Regions from separate parts of the Mus musculus genome. Here region 2 is linked to region 1. A link is a contact called in public Hi-C data. All regions are on one chromosome and are shown on one strand. The core of a region is the stretch at or near the end of the contact, and the rest is flanking DNA. Distances in the headings are between cores, read along the strand shown.

Region 1 (7,664 bases), core at 2,235-4,734:
TGATTACAATTTTAAGATTTTATACTGTTAAATTGGGTTCTGCTTTTTCTGCTTTGTTCTAACCATAACCATTGGCATTAACCACAGTGTTGTTGGTTGACTCTGTCTTGAAACTTCATAAATAATAGCTAAAATGTTTAGTCCACTATTTATAGTTTGCTCACAATGGCATCAGTAAGTTTATTCAGCAGTTAGTAACAAATAACATTGGGACTAAATGCCTTTTTCTTCATGTTAGTTAATTCTTGACTATAACTTTATATCTTGTTAGGACTCCATTACTGATATGTAATTTCTTGGGGAGAGATATTACAGCTCTATACATTCACATTCACACACACACACACACACACACACACATACACACACACACACACACACACACACACACAAAAGAATTACAAAACCACTAAACTGGATTTGGATAAATCTATGGGTTTCCAAGTAGTGCGCCAGCTTTCTGTCCTTAGATAAGTGGGCAATATTAAACATTATTCTGGTTCAACCTGTGCCTGAAATCAATGACTATGTCTCTAAAGGTCTATTTTATTAGATTGAGAGTATATAATCTTGCTCTTCATAATGCAGCTGTTTGTTTGTTTGTTTGTTTATTGGCAATGATACTATCTATGCCAATTAAAAGAGAACTTCATACAATTCAAAAAGATACAAATGTGGACAAGTTAGTTTCCATTACTGGCATCTGAGTTTCATGACATTATTAGGGTCAGGAGATGCACAGATGGTATAGAGTATCTGCTTTTCCTGTTTCTTTCAAAGGAGTGTGTAGCTTTGTACCCATTAGTGTGAACTCAACTACTCTACAAACTGTGTGGCCTCTCTACAGGCTCTTAGAATCCCAGCTACAGTCACAGAAAAGAAGCCATGAGAATGAGGCTGAGGCCCTCCGTGGGGAGATCCAGAGCCTAAAGGAAGAAAACAACCGGCAACAGCAGCTGCTGGCCCAGAACCTGCAGCTGCCCCCTGAGGCCCGCATTGAGGCCAGCCTGCAGCATGAGATCACCCGGCTGACCAATGAAAACCTGGTAAGGAGAGGGGCAGTGACCCTCTGCTGTATGTTCTTTTAGAAAAAGCACAGCCTTTTCTTTTTGGGAAAGATACTCTGCTGTCCCTAATAGAAAGGAAAATATGAATGTGTTGGTAGAAATGAATCAAAATAATAAAATCGTACCGACTATTTCTCATAGCAGTCTCTTGAGCAGTTGAGCCCCTCAGACCTCACATGGAGTGTCTGGTCTGGCCTGGAGTCTCCGGAAGAGAGTAACCTGACTACCTGCTAGGCTTTGAGTGGCAGGGAGACACAGCTACAGACCATTTTCCTCTGATCTCAGGCATCCAGGGAGGAGGCCTTCCAGCCTGTCTAGCCGACAAGCCAGGGAAGATTCTTGGTTGAGTCAAGCAGGAGCTATGTGTTGTCACTGGATACAGAGCTTCTAAAACGGGGCAGAGGGACTAGAATTGAACTTGGCACATTCTCTCGTTTTAAGCAGAGCCTGTATGGTAAAGAGGAAGGTGATTTTGCTGTTCCCCTTCCAGATTCTGAATGCTCACACAGACTCTCTAAGACCTTCTTTTTTCTTATTCCTTCCATTTTTTTTAACCAAAATAAAATATCTTCTATATTTTTCTTTATCACATTTACATCTATGTAAATTTTACAGATATACTTATTGCATAAAAGTCAGTTAAAGATTATAATTATTCATTTTTGCATAAAATCTGTTCTCTAGTGACAGATGAAAAAGTAATACCTTTTAAGATCCACAGTAAGACGTGTCTGAATTTCTCTGAAGGTCTAATTCCATTAGTGATAACTGAGAGTACAGATAGTTCTCTACCACCATATGTTCACCCATATTTTACCTAGATTGGAAAAAGTGTTTTCTTTCCAGTCTACTGTGTGTATGAAGCTCCGTGGTAGGAGTTGGGGAGGAGCAAGGACGGTGCCTGTGCTCTTTCAGAGCAACTGCACCTTGATAGGGACGGCTTCTGAGTCAGAAAATGTTCTTCAAAAGTTATGTTTTACTCTCTTTGCTGATATGACTAACAATGCTGTTGATGATTAATTGATAAATATGTGGAATAATACTGACTGATCAGTGTACAGATTCTTTGCTTCTGAGTGATTGCCTTAAAATGCTGACAGTGTGTGAAATGGGTTTGTTTCTGGGTGGCAGATTCTAAATTTGTTCACTAAGTTAATCAAGTGTTGCTCACCCTTATAACTCTTCTGTACTATCAGTATTTTGTATCTAACTCAGAAATGAACAAACCTTACACTCAAAATAGAAGTCTCTGGTTAGTTTGTTTTAGGCTATCCTTTGCAGATCATCTGCTTGTGCCATTCGTTACACTGACTGCTAATTTGAAGAATATTATCAAAGTCAAGTGTATGAAAGGATATTCTTTCTCAGTTTTAATTACACATTTGTTAGGATTCACTTGAGCAGAATATTAAGGTAAGCACGTCTGGGCTTAGTGCTTCTGAAGTTTTGCTGCACATGAACACACACGCACACACACTGAACACACACCAGCACACATAGGAATGGCTTTCTTACTCCTCAGGTGCACAGGCTTCACAGGTCTCCCCATGCTGCCTCTCACCAGCTCCACAAGTTGCAAACAGGACCGGGGTGCTAGCAGTGCTCCTTCCTGCCTTTTTATGTCATTGCCTTCCTTGCCCTTGCTGCTCTGATAGTGACTGGACAAGCAGCAGCTTGAGAGAGTCACATGTGAGGGAGCAGTAAAATGCTGGGAACTGAAACGTCAGCCTTCTCTGGTCACTATGGTTCCCTGTTCTAGTGACAACATCCTGGCCATCACCTATTTCCACTGTTCATGTGAAATAGAGACTCATCTATACATGGTAATAGCAGGTGGCAAATTGGAACCTGTGAGTAGATATAGTTTCGTTACATGTGTTTTAAAGTATTTTTAAGTTAATTTTGCTGAGAGGTAGCACTTGCTCAAAGACACAAGAAACAAATATCCATTGTACCTGTTTTTTCAGTATTTTGAGGAATTATATGCAGATGACCCTAAGAAGTATCAATCCTATCGGATTTCACTTTACAAAAGGATGATTGTATGTAAAACACAGTGCTTTTCTGTTGTCCTCTGCTACTTCTAGCCTTCTCTAACTGAAGAGCACACTGCTGTCTGTCACTGCCCAGGAGGTCTCTTCAAAAATATTCACAAAATCTCTTCCCCCCACCCCCCACAGCTATCTTTAGCCAGCTATCTTTTGGTGTCCCGTGTCCACTGTGTTTGGTTTGTTGTTAACCCAAGGCTTACAGTGTGATGGAAGCAATTGATTTCAAAGATAGAGTCAAATTCAGGAAGCATAACCCAGCACTGGGAATGTGAGCAGCTGTTTCCTCAGAATCACTAGTCAGATGTCTGAGCCCAGTTCTGAGCAAGCTAGAGAATGAATCAGCATTATCAAATGCTGTTCTTCTCTAAGACTCAGTGGCAACCCCCAGCCAGCTCCACTGACTCATGTCTGACCTTTCGAAGCTTTCTTAGTCTGGTCATGCCCACTTCCCTCTTCCTGAGTATCTAACTGCCTGTCCTTGGAGAGAATTCTTTACTAAATAAAGCCAGTATCTTACCTTCCATTTAAAAACACAGGTTTTCTTTCTCTCTTTTTCACATTTTACATTAGGCACTCAAACTTCATTTTTTTTAAATATATATATTGTGCAAGATTTGTGGGTATCTTTTATTACCTGGCATTTGGGTCTTATGCCAGCAGAACCCCACTCCCACCCCGAGGCAAGCTTTCACTACAACCCAGGCGGGCCTTGAATTCTCTCTGACTTCCTGGTACTTGGGTTATAGTCATGTACCTTCATGCTATGTAGCAGAAAGTTCTTTATCCTTTTGTTGTTATTACTTTTTTGTTGTTTGATTTGGTTTTGTTTGGCTTGTTTTTTTAAGGCAGTCTCTATATGTAACTCTGGCTGGCCTTGAACTCACAGAGATCCACCCACTACTGCCTTCTGAGTACTTGAATTAATGGTGTATGCCAGAACACCTGGCTCAGCTTACTTTTAGTTTCCCCAACTTCTTCATGTTTCGTAGGCGTTAAGGCTGAGTTTAGAACAGGTAACGCATAGCTGTGCTTTACTCACGGAGGGTCAGTCTTTTCCTAAGTGCAGCTGTCCTCAGCTCTCACAGACCTTGTATGCACTCATCAGAGCTCATCTTTGCCCAGTCCCCCTCACAAGTGACAGTGAGTCTGAGATGTTTCCATAGGAGCCTGCTGGGAGGCTTCCATCACGCTGTAGGCTGTAGCTGTAAGGAGCTCACTGCAGTGTCAGCCTTGCCTTCACTCACCGCAGTGTCAAAGCCTTGCCATCACCGGAGCTGCACCTCCTTTGTCTGCCAGTTTGAGCCAGGCGGTGGCTCCACCTGCAGCTTTTATGTGAAACTAACAGTGTGTTGCTGTGATTCCATCTGTGCGCCCTTTGTGCCTGTGCTGAGCCTGTTCTCATCTTTCTGACATAATTCTCATTTTGATCCTAGGATCTGATGGAACAACTTGAAAAGCAGGATAAAACTGTCCGGAAACTGAAGAAACAACTGAAAGTCTTTGCCAAAAAAATTGGTGAACTAGAAGGTACTTAAACATTTTTTAACAGCATTTGTCAAATTTTATGTCCATTGCTAGTGACCTGGTAGAGAGTTACAGGTGAGTTTTTAGAGAAAATAATCAAAATTACTTTTGACAATCTTAACCTCTGCGGAATGAAAAATTCTTCTATGTATGGGAATAATTTTCCTAGTAACATAACAGTAAGTTACAAAGGGAGAAAATTCATTCAACAAACAGCTAACACATGCCAGAGTCTGCCCTAGTCAGTACAGCATGTGCTTAAGAGCAAGGATTCTAGAGCCAGCTTCTTGATTCAAGTCCTGTGCCTCTCTCCTACCTACTAGGCTCAGAATATGTGCGTGGTGCTGAGCCTCTCCATGCCTCAGTTTTCCCACATCCTCACTGGGAATGATAATGGTGCCTCTCAAACATGGTCTCTAAGAACTGAATGAGTTAATGTGGGCGGCACATCTGCAATAGCAACATACCTGCTACACACAATCTAATTGTTACCACTAGAGCTACAAAAGGGAATGTGGTAGAGTATCCTCAAAGAACTCACGACCTAATAAAAAAAAAGAAATTAATCAGGAAATATGAATTATAATTATAAAGAAACATGATTTTTAAAATCATTTCTATATAAAAAAGGTATGCTCCTTGAGAAAAAAATCCATGGAAGCATACTGCTGTTGTCCTGTGAGTTAGTCTGATCATCCAGCAAGTTTTATTGCGTGTGCCTAGGTGCTGGTGCAGTTGCAGGTGCTTGAGATCCAGCTGTGAGTGAGACCAAAGCAACCACTGAGTTCATTCCAGCCACCCTCTCACATCTCAAGGCACCTGAGGAACAGAACTTCAAAGATAAAATTCCCTTTAAGCCATTTTAACCACAAATGATGTGCTCATCCTGGCCATCTATCATATTCTCTACTTGTCATCTTTGTGACTCTCATGTGGCACAAAGGATAGAAAGAGCCCACCACTCCATCACACTGAGTCATAACTGTTCTTCCGTCTGTCTGGCAGTCCCAGTCAAGCCCTGCTCATTCTGTGGAACTAAAGGCACTTGTCACATCCTCAGAAGCATCCTGATCGCACCACCAACCTCAGGACCTGCTTTCTGTATTTGGTTCATACTTTCTATGGTTTTTCACTCTTAAATTTTTGGCAGTTTTTCTGTTTGAATTACTGGTTTCTATGCTTGACTAAGAGCTTTCTGGGCATGGAAATCACCTCTTATTTTTCACAGTTACAACAATGAACATAGTTTCTGACCTTTGATAACCCTTCTATTCTTGACTGAATAAATAAGTTTTAAAAATATTTAGAGCATATAGTGCCACAGATGTTAATGTCAAAGAGGTTATTACTCTCATTAATATGCAAATACTGAAATGTTTGTTTAGATATCAGAACAATTACTTTATAACCACATATTTTGTATAGACCATTAACATTACATTATTCATATATTACATTAAAACTTGTGAAACTCCAGGGGCTGGGGAGCTGCCTTGGTGTATAAAGCACTTGCTATAAAACTGTGAGGACTGGATCCCAAAATCCTGCATAAGCTGCTGTCAGGCATGACCACTGCCTGCAATCCTAGGTTTAAAGTGCCAGGGACAGGTGATTTCCCACAAACTGTCTAGCTGGACAAGCTGAAACAACAAGCTCTGTGTTCAGGGAGAGACTCTACCTCTCAACACATGAGGTAGAGATAAATGAAGAAAGATACCCAATATAACCTTGAGCCTTCACATACACACATGTGCATCGACCTACATGCTTACATGAACATGCATATATTCCATGCATACAAATACAAGAAGAAAAAGCTTCAAACCCCAGGTTTATATATATGAGCTATAATGTTTATCAGCAGTACTTAGAAATCCAGGTTCTTTTTTACAGAGAACTTTCTACACTGAACTGACGCCATGGCAAGACAGGAGAGTATTTGTAAAAACTCTGCTATAAGGGTATTAACCTGTAAGGTTATTAAATTAGTGGCTCTTTGCCAACATTAATGAATGTGAATAAATATAAAAACCGTTTTTATCTCACATTTGAAATCAGTTTCTTAAATGGTATGCTTTGAAATGTAATTAAAGAGAGAAGATATTTCAAGATGCTATTGGGCTATTATCAATTAGAAATCAAACTTTTCAGCTAAACTGTCCTGATAGCCAAGCAAAAAATAGTATTTATGCTAGAAGCTCATGGATTAAATAAGAAAAAGTCATATTTATTCTTAAGAAAATTTATATTTTGAGTTAAATTATTTGCATCTAGCTAAAATGAAATAGGCTCATATGCCTAGGGTACCTCCCTAGGTGTCCATTGTCTACACCCTGCCAAAGTAGTGAATAAACGTGACACACTCTTCTGACACTCATCTCTTTCTCTCTGGGTCTGTGTTCTATAGAAAAATACCAGTCTTTGTGCAACAAAGCACCATCTAATAAAAGTTTATTAATGCATATTAATGTTTTTTAATGTGTTAAAACATTTAAACCCTTTAGCCTTAAATTGAAATAGCAAGATTCTTGCCTTTCCTGTGGACTATATTTAATTGAGGACACTTTTTATAAAACACTTTTTAAGAGAAAAAAATGGAAAATAGAAATTATGCAGCTAAGTAGAGAGTGTTTCAAAATCTGGTCTTCATGGTGCTCTATTTTAATCCAGGAGTAGGTGTTATATCTTGATTTTCATTTAAAAAAAAAAAGTCAGACCTGAAAGTATCCTAGAAGCCAGGAACTTTTTTGATTTAAAAAACAAAACAAAACAAAACAAAACCCTAGAACTATAAGTTATTTACCCAATACCCTGCCTGTTAGATAGTAGGTCTAGAACCTGAGCCTTCAACATCTTGACTGTTACATAGTAGGTCTAGAGCCTGAGCCTTCAATATCCTGCCTGTTAAATAGTAGGTCTAGAACCTGTGCCTTCAACACCTTGACTGTTACATAGTAGGTCTAGAGCCTGAGTCTTCAACACCCTGCCTGTTAGATAGTGTAGCTCTAGAACCACAGCTTTC
Region 2 (7,664 bases), core at 3,376-5,875, 110 kb after region 1:
AAACCAAGATCTGATTTTCAGCTCGCGCTCGTGCGCGCGCGTGCATACGTGCATGTGTGTGTGTGTGTGTGTGTCTACCACAATGTGTGAATTGAGGTCAGAGGACAACTTACAAGAGTCAGTTATCTTCATCCATCTCACGGGTCCCTGGGATCAAACTCAGGTTGTCTGGATTGGCAGCAAGTGCCTTTCCCCACTGAGCCACGTCACTCAGCAGCTCATCTTGAGGCATAGAGCAAATGGGCAGAGCCCAGTGGAAGCAGATCTGCAGACCCATTTTTCCATGATCATCCCCAAAGGTTCTCTTCCAGTAAACTAGGGGGATCTTGGGGGAACCTGGAGACCCTCCCAAGAGTCTGCAGAGCCTTTGCTTTTTGCAAAAGCTGTGCCTGTATGAGGTAGAGTTCCCTCATACTTAATCCAGAGCAATGTACCTCAGCACACTGAATACAGAAGCAGGCATCCCACAAAATCTCCACAAGGTCAGACTTTAGGTTCACAGAGGACCCTCTGTCCTGCTTCTCACTGTGCTGCCTTTTTGTTTGTTTTTGCTTTTCATTCTGAAAATTTAGCTATTTTTTAAACAAAAATGTTATGTTCAATTTACCTAATTTATTAATATTTAATTACTGTTTTAGTTACTAATATGGTAAAGTATCACTAGTTGTGTCCACATATACAAAAGCTCTTTGGAGTCCTCATAATTATTAAGAGTATAATGTAAGGCCAGAGAGATGGCTCAGTAGTTCAGTTTTCAGCATCTGCATTGTGAGTCTCCCAATTACCTACAATGCCAGCTCCAGAGAATCTGATGCCCCCTTTTGACCTCTGTGGGTTCTGCACACACATTAAATTTTTTAATTTTAAAAGTGCATTTGGTTGGTTTTGTAAGACAGAATTTCTCTGTGTAGCCCTTGCTGTACTGGAACTGTAGACCAGGCTGGCCTCGAACTTAGAGATCTGCCTGCCTCTGCCTCCTGAGTGCTGGGACTAAAGGCGTGCAGACTAAAAGACTTGGCAGTTTTTTGAAATGTAAAGGGTAGAAAGCAATGCTGATAACAAAGGAACAAATGCATTTGATTAAAAAAAAAACAGGGCTGGAGAGATGTCTCAGCGGTTAAGAGCAATGACTGCTCTTCCAGAGGTCCTGAGTTCAAATCCCAGCAACCACATGGTGGCTCACAATCATCTGTAATGAGATCTGATGCCCTTTCTGAAGACAGCTACAGTGTACTTATTTATAATAATAAATAAATCTTTGGGTCACAGTGAGCAGGGACTAAGAGAGCGGGGTTGACCAGAGTGAGCAAAGGCCCTAAAATTCAAATCCCAACAACCACATGGTGGCTCACAACCATCTGTAATGAGATCTATGCCCTCTTCTGGTGCATCTGAAGACAGCTACAGTGTACTTATTTATAATAATAAATGAATCTTTAAAAACAAACAAACAAATGTTAAAATCTTGAGATCCAGTCATGTCTGGGCTTAGAATTTGACCTTGACATATACATCAGAATAAAAAATGCCAGCAGGATGGCTCAGCAGGTAAAGGCACTTGCTGCCAAGCCTGAAGACCGCAGTTTGACCCCAGAACCTTTGTGGTAGAAGAACCATATGGTGGAGAACTGACTCCCACAAGTTGTCCTCTGATCTCCACATGTGTAGACACACACACACACACACACACACACACACACGAATAAATGTAACTTTTATGTATTTATTTAAAGATTTATTTATTTATTTATTTATTTATTATATAAGTACACTGTAGCTATCTACAGACACAACAGAAGAGGGCATCAGATCTCACTACAGATGGTTGTGAACCACCATGTGGTTGCTGGGATTTGAACTCAGGACCCCTGGAAGAGCAGTGATCTTAACCGCCGAGCCATCTCTCTAGCCCCAAGTGTAACTTTTAAAGGGGGATAAAAACACATTTACACTCAGCCTGTCTGTCCTATGGGAATGGGCTTTTGGGGTGAAACATCAGGTGACTGTTCCTGGGAGCTAGCTGCACCAAAGGCTCTGATAGGCTTATTCCCCGCACCCGCCCCTTGCCCAAATCCCGCCCCCAACTGTGTCCTAAACCACGTGGGTGTCACAGCCTGTGATTGCTGGTGTTCTCTGACAGAGACAGAGCTGTTGGGTTTTCTTGACTCTTGACCTCAGTAGTGGCGAACCAGAATAGTGGCAAACCAGAGTAGTGGTGAACCAGAATGCACCTGTTCCCTGATCCCTCCCCTTGGTTCTGACCTCAGGCTCTTCTGAATAACCGGGGCGACTCGGCACAGCTGATGCTGGATACCAAATATCTTTTTCAAGTCACATTTCCTTTCACCGCCTCACCACACGCCCTGGAGATGACCCAGATCCCCAGCAGCTTCAAGCTCGGCTTTCTCCGGAGACTGTAGCCAGAGAGAAGATGGACGTGAGTTCCCTGGAGTCCTGAGTGCAGGTGCCACGGAGGGATGCAGTTATTCACCAGAGCATTGTGATGGGTTGCAATTTGAGGAAAAACCACGCCCCACCTGTCTCCCATGATGCTTTGCAACCGGCTGGGCTGGGAAAGGCTCTTGCTTCTGATCTCAAGTGGCTATTGTTGCAATTCCTGAAGGCTCGGTTTTGTTCCTGGTACCTTTGTTTTGTGGCAGGGACCTCCCCTCACCCACATATATACAGGAGTAAAATCTAGAGGCACCATGACTCCCCCGATTTCTAGGGTTCCCGTGAAGTGCAGAGACATGTATGAAGCCACAGTTGAGTTCCATGCCTACACCTTCTAGGAAAGAATTCCACGTGGCCACTGGAACAAAGTCTTTTTGCCCCATCCCTGTTGACAGGAAGGGCTCGTTAGCTCCTCCTACTAAAGACGACTGGATTAGAAAACTACTCCCTTTAGAAACTCTAAGAGGGTATTCAGTCTAAGAGCAGGTCATGGTAACCCATAACTAGAATCCCAGCACTCAGGAGGATGAGACCAGAGATTTATCTCGAGTTCAGTGTCAGCCTTGACTACAGAGTGAGAACCCATCTCAGAGATAGATAGATAGATAGATAGATAGATAGATAGATAGATAGATAGATAGATAGATAAATAGATAAATATAAATAAATAAGAGCATTTTATTTATCTATTTTATGCCATTTATCTTTTTTCTGAAATTTTTAAAACTTGTTATTAGCCAACATAGTTATTATAATCTTTCATTTAATTTTTAAATACAGCTATTTCTTTTAAAACTACATTTATCTCTGGGGTCAGAACTCAGTGGTAGAGCAGTTGGCCCTGGGTTTGGCCCCAGCACCACACATGCACACGTGTGCAACTTAAGTTTTTTTTTCCTCTTTCTAATCAGTGTTCTAATATGCTTTTTAAATTTTTTTTCACGAAAAAAAAAAAAAAAAACAACAACAGAAGATATGGGGAAGCTCTTCCTTTTGAGAAATCCACTTTTCCCAGGTTTTGTGAGAACTAGTTATTCCTTCCCTCAAACTGTTTTCCTTCCCTTCAGAGAACTGAGTCCTCTGATGAGCACTCCTGACCCAGAGCTGAGACCCATCACTCTGTGCACCCCTAGCAACCTGACCACCCTCCAGTCTGATGGTCACAGGCAGTAGCTGTGACACCACAGAATGGTCCTCTCTGGGGCGACCGGTTGATTGTTCAGTACCACCTACTAAACGTGTAGTCATCCTACTGACATGATGGCTTTCCAAACTGTTCCCAAGTGCTGAAAATAGAACTTTATAATACTTAAATAAAATAAATTATTGAGCAAATTGGATGCACCATTTTTTTCCTACCATTGTAGATTACATGCCTTCTCACCGCACAGCTCTGTGTCTCTCCTTGAGGGTCAGACAGAAAGGTGTTAGAATTCCACAAGTCACAGTCTGTCACCTGAGGTATGGAAACCCTGCTGACTGTGTCTGGGGCCCCCTGGCCCCCTGGCAGGATGGGGTTGGCTGAGTTTCTGCTCCGTGTCCACTCCAGTCCTCCTTCACCCTGTGAGGAGTCACTATGCTAAGGTTCTGGTTTTCTGGCTTGAATTCATGCCCACTTTATAGCATTTACCTGGGTCGTGCACCAGTAACCTTGGCCATCCTGTAAGTTCCTAGAGGGCTGGACTCCATCGTATTCTACATTTTATCTGTAATGCTAGGTGGTGGGATAGAATTGGCCAGATCCCATGGCGATGACAAGGGTTCGAGTGTAGGAGACCTTGTTTGGAGACAGGAGACTTGAGGATAGCAATAAGTTGATACACAGAGGAGAAAGGAGAAGGCCTTACTCGGGGCCTAAATCACTCATGCCTAGGTTGGAAGGAAGGCCAGCGCTGAGAGATGCTCTCACCACACAGCACAAGGATGTCAGGTTTGTTCCATGGAGTAGAGGCAGATTTATAAGGTCAAATCAGATTCTGTCTCCTGCAGAGAGCAAAGAAATGGGCCCAGGAAGGGGTACATGGGAGTTATGAGGGGTCCAAATCATGTAGAGAGACAGAGTGTTCTAGAAGCGAGTGTGTGCTTGCAGGTAGTGAGAGGCCGGCAGTGAGCATGCGTGTGCAGATGGGGAGGAGCAGGCCCTGAGCTGCAAGTCCAGATAAAAGGGATTAGGTGACCAATGGCTCAAATCTTCACACCACCGCAGTAACCTCCCTCGTTTCTGGCCAGCCACCCCAGGTGTTCATTGCTCTGTAAGGTATGTACTCTTTAACCTCAGGGAACTTGTGCTCTCAATTTTGCATCAATGCCTGGATTCCTACAGACCGGGATCATGGGGATCCTGTGGTGGGTGCACAGTGGGGGGTGCTTATGTTCTGGTCTGTGTAAATTCTAATTTCTCTACAACCTTTGCGACTTTATCTCAAAACTATAAAGGGATTTTTTAAAAACAGATTAGTGTTGGCATCAGTAAACAAATTAAACATCTTTAAAATAGCTTCATTGGTTTTCAGAATTGGCCCAGCTGCAATCAAACCCCATGCGTACAGCTGATGGAGCAGATGGATGACCACAGTGGGTCTGTGGCGTCCACCTGCTCCTGCCTCAGCCCCGGTCTGTTGTATTCTGCTGCTTGAATCCAGTCCATTTCTGGTGAACATGCAAAATGTCCGGCCTGGGACTATTTGTGAACAAAGCTGATATGACAGTGGTAGGATTTTTTTAGAAAATAAATATGTATTTCTATTGACCTCAGGAGTAGTATTGCTGGGTTTCTCTCTCTCTCTGTGTCTCTCTCTCTCTGTGTCTCTCTGTCTCTCTGTCACACACACACACACACACACACACACACACACACACACACACACAGCAATTCTTTATATATGTTTGTTTCTGGTCAGTTCTCTATAGTAGTTGAACCACTTTGTACCCACACCGGATGTAGGCAATGAAAGCTGCTACATCCTCACCCATGCTTTGTATATCAGAAGTTTTTGTCTTAGATCTTTTTTTAATTATGTGCATGTTGGGGTGCGGGGTAGGTATAATAGTGTCGTTGCCTGGAGACCAGAAGAGGGTGCTGGATCCCCTGGAGCAGGAGCTACAGCAGTTGTCTACCTCACAATATGCACTCGAGTCCTTCGGAAAAGCAACCAGTGCTCTAACTACTGAGTCATCTCTCCAGCCCCTGTATATCAATTTTTTTTTAATTAGGTATCCTAGCCTCACCAGCAAGATGGCTCAGCAGGCCAAGCTAAGACACCAAACCCAAGAACCAGAGTTTGATATTCAGAACCCATATGGTGAAATGAGAAAACTGGTTACCAAAAATGTTTGCCCTTTGACCTCTACATGTTCTAAATATAATAAGTTTTAGGAATTCTTGGGTATAGCTAATTGTGTCACATTGTGGTTTTAACCTCTGACTCTGACCAATGATTCTGGGTAGCAGCTTTCTGCATGGGACTTGCCTGAATAGCCTCATTTGAAGAGTCACTACACAAATATTTTTGCCCACTTTTTAAAAAATTCATTGAGCTATCAGGCCCACAATATGAAACTCAGTATTTAAAATGTTTGGATGTTTTTTTCATCTATGCACAAGGATGTGCATGCCAGTCTTTGCTGTTATTTAACTCAGGGTACCCCGTCCCCCACCCCACCCCCAAATCCCATTGGCATGGAGCTATCTCTGATTCTCCCTTCGCTGCCTTCTCATCGCCCATGGATGAGCTCTCACTTGTCTTGTATGCCCTGGACACTCCTGTAATGGTACCATGTGGACATTTTGTCTTTAGACACAAAGATGTCTCTGGTGTGCATCATCTTGCAGTGAGAATCAGGGCCAAGTCTTCATTATTGCTAGATAACAAGCCTGCTTCATGGACATGCTATGTTTTCTCTGCCTGCTCTTCCCTTGATGGGCATTGAATTGTTTCCCTTGTTTACCTAAAAGCAATGCTACTTCAAACCCTCAGATGTGTTTTTAATGCCAGGGACATTTTGCTTTTGTTCTGCATTTTATGCCAGTGCTGGGAACTGAGCCCAGGGTCCAGCCTCACCTCACATTGTTTCTGGCATGTATTTTTTGACTCTGCATGTATCTGTGTGGACATGAGCATGCCACACACGTGGAGGACAGAAGACAGTTCTTGGGAGTCTGTCCTCTCCTTCTACCCTGTAGGTTCTGGGGATCAAACTCAGGTTGTCAGCCCTGGCAGCAGGCACCTCTACTTACCCACTAAGCCATCTCTGCAGCCCTTCCACATTCCAATTATTCAAACTAGTTATGCCAATGAAGACACTCCATGAGACCATGACTTGTGAACAGGTCCAGGACCTGCAGTTACAGGGCACACACTCAGTTATTTTCATGTCCTGTTTCCAGTTATTTATAATGAACATTATAAACGCTGTCTATGACTTGGAATTTAGACTAAGAAAAACAGTATTGTCTCTATTCAAACTTGGAACGTTAGCAATTTTTCAAGATCTTTTTCTTTATTTCTGATGAACTGCCCCCTGCCACCACACACACACCTATTCCTTCGTGACCTTTGTCCCTGGAGACGCTCTCAGCCTTCACTACAGTTCTTGAGAGTCTCTTCCTCTTAATCTCTCCCTCTGGTTCATCTCCCTGCAGTGCTCTCCCTGACCTACTTCTGGGAGAACAAATCCGAGCATGATGCACTTGAGGGATGTTCTTCCCTAATGCTATTACCTGATGTCTCAGCTTGACCTTGGGACTAGCAGCAGCCACAGCAGGGCTGGCGAGTAGGAGACATTCTCCAAGCTCTGCTGAGCACATTCTTCCATGTCCTCTGTGTGTGTGTTCATGAGTATATGCTTGTGTGCTCATAGAAACACGTGTGTGTGAACATGAGTATGTGCTTGTGTGTTCATGGGAACATGTGTGTGTGAATCCCCATGTGTATGTGTGTTCATGGAAACATTTGTGTTCATGAGTATGTGAGTGTGTGTTAATGGGTACATGTGTGTGTTCATAGGTAAATGAGTGTGTGTTTTCATGGGGGTCTGTGTATGTATGTGTTCATGGGCACATGTGTGTGTGTTCATGAGTTCGTGTCTGTGTGTGTGTGTGTCTCTGTGTGTGTGTGTGTGTGTGTGTGTATTCATGGATGCCTGTGTATGTGTGTTTGTTCATAGGTACATATGCGTGCATTCATAGGTATGTGTGTTTATGGGTACAT

The links. Hi-C and Micro-C count contacts between places; a contact is called where the count stands out from the background.
Region 2: a Hi-C map of cortical neurons shows a contact between it and region 1, with 1.6 times the contacts expected there. The contact joins the promoter of Gnb5 here to the enhancer-like site in region 1. A contact is called at or near these places in 4 of 39 promoter capture datasets (the 3T3-L1 cell line, the C10 cell line, the SN4741 cell line and 1 more), 3 of 484 Hi-C or Micro-C datasets (the C10 cell line, cortical neurons and nephron progenitors) and 3 of 9 other capture datasets (adipose tissue, liver and pancreatic islet).

The regions. Positions count from the first base shown.
Region 1 is chr9:75,193,092-75,200,755 of GRCm38.p6, forward strand. Myo5a (myosin VA) reads left to right here. Exons shown (of 41, transcript NM_010864.2): 31 at 848-1,046; 32 at 3,035-3,109; 33 at 4,552-4,645. Among named protein-coding and RNA genes, the nearest start is that of Myo5c, 35 kb to the right of the region's middle. Within about 2 kb of position 3,485, at least 162 of the 459 cell types and tissues checked have an H3K27ac peak or open chromatin away from gene starts, as enhancers often do. A contact at or near this core is called in the SN4741 cell line, adipose tissue, cortical neurons and 1 more, where this site is marked.
Region 2 is chr9:75,301,663-75,309,326 of GRCm38.p6, forward strand. It overlaps Gnb5 (guanine nucleotide binding protein (G protein), beta 5), which reads left to right and starts at 4,626. Exons shown (of 13, transcript NM_010313.2): 1 at 4,626-4,711. Myo5c (myosin VC) reads left to right here. Exons shown (of 41, transcript NM_001081322.1): 41 at 2,268-3,789. The coding sequence ends at 2,420.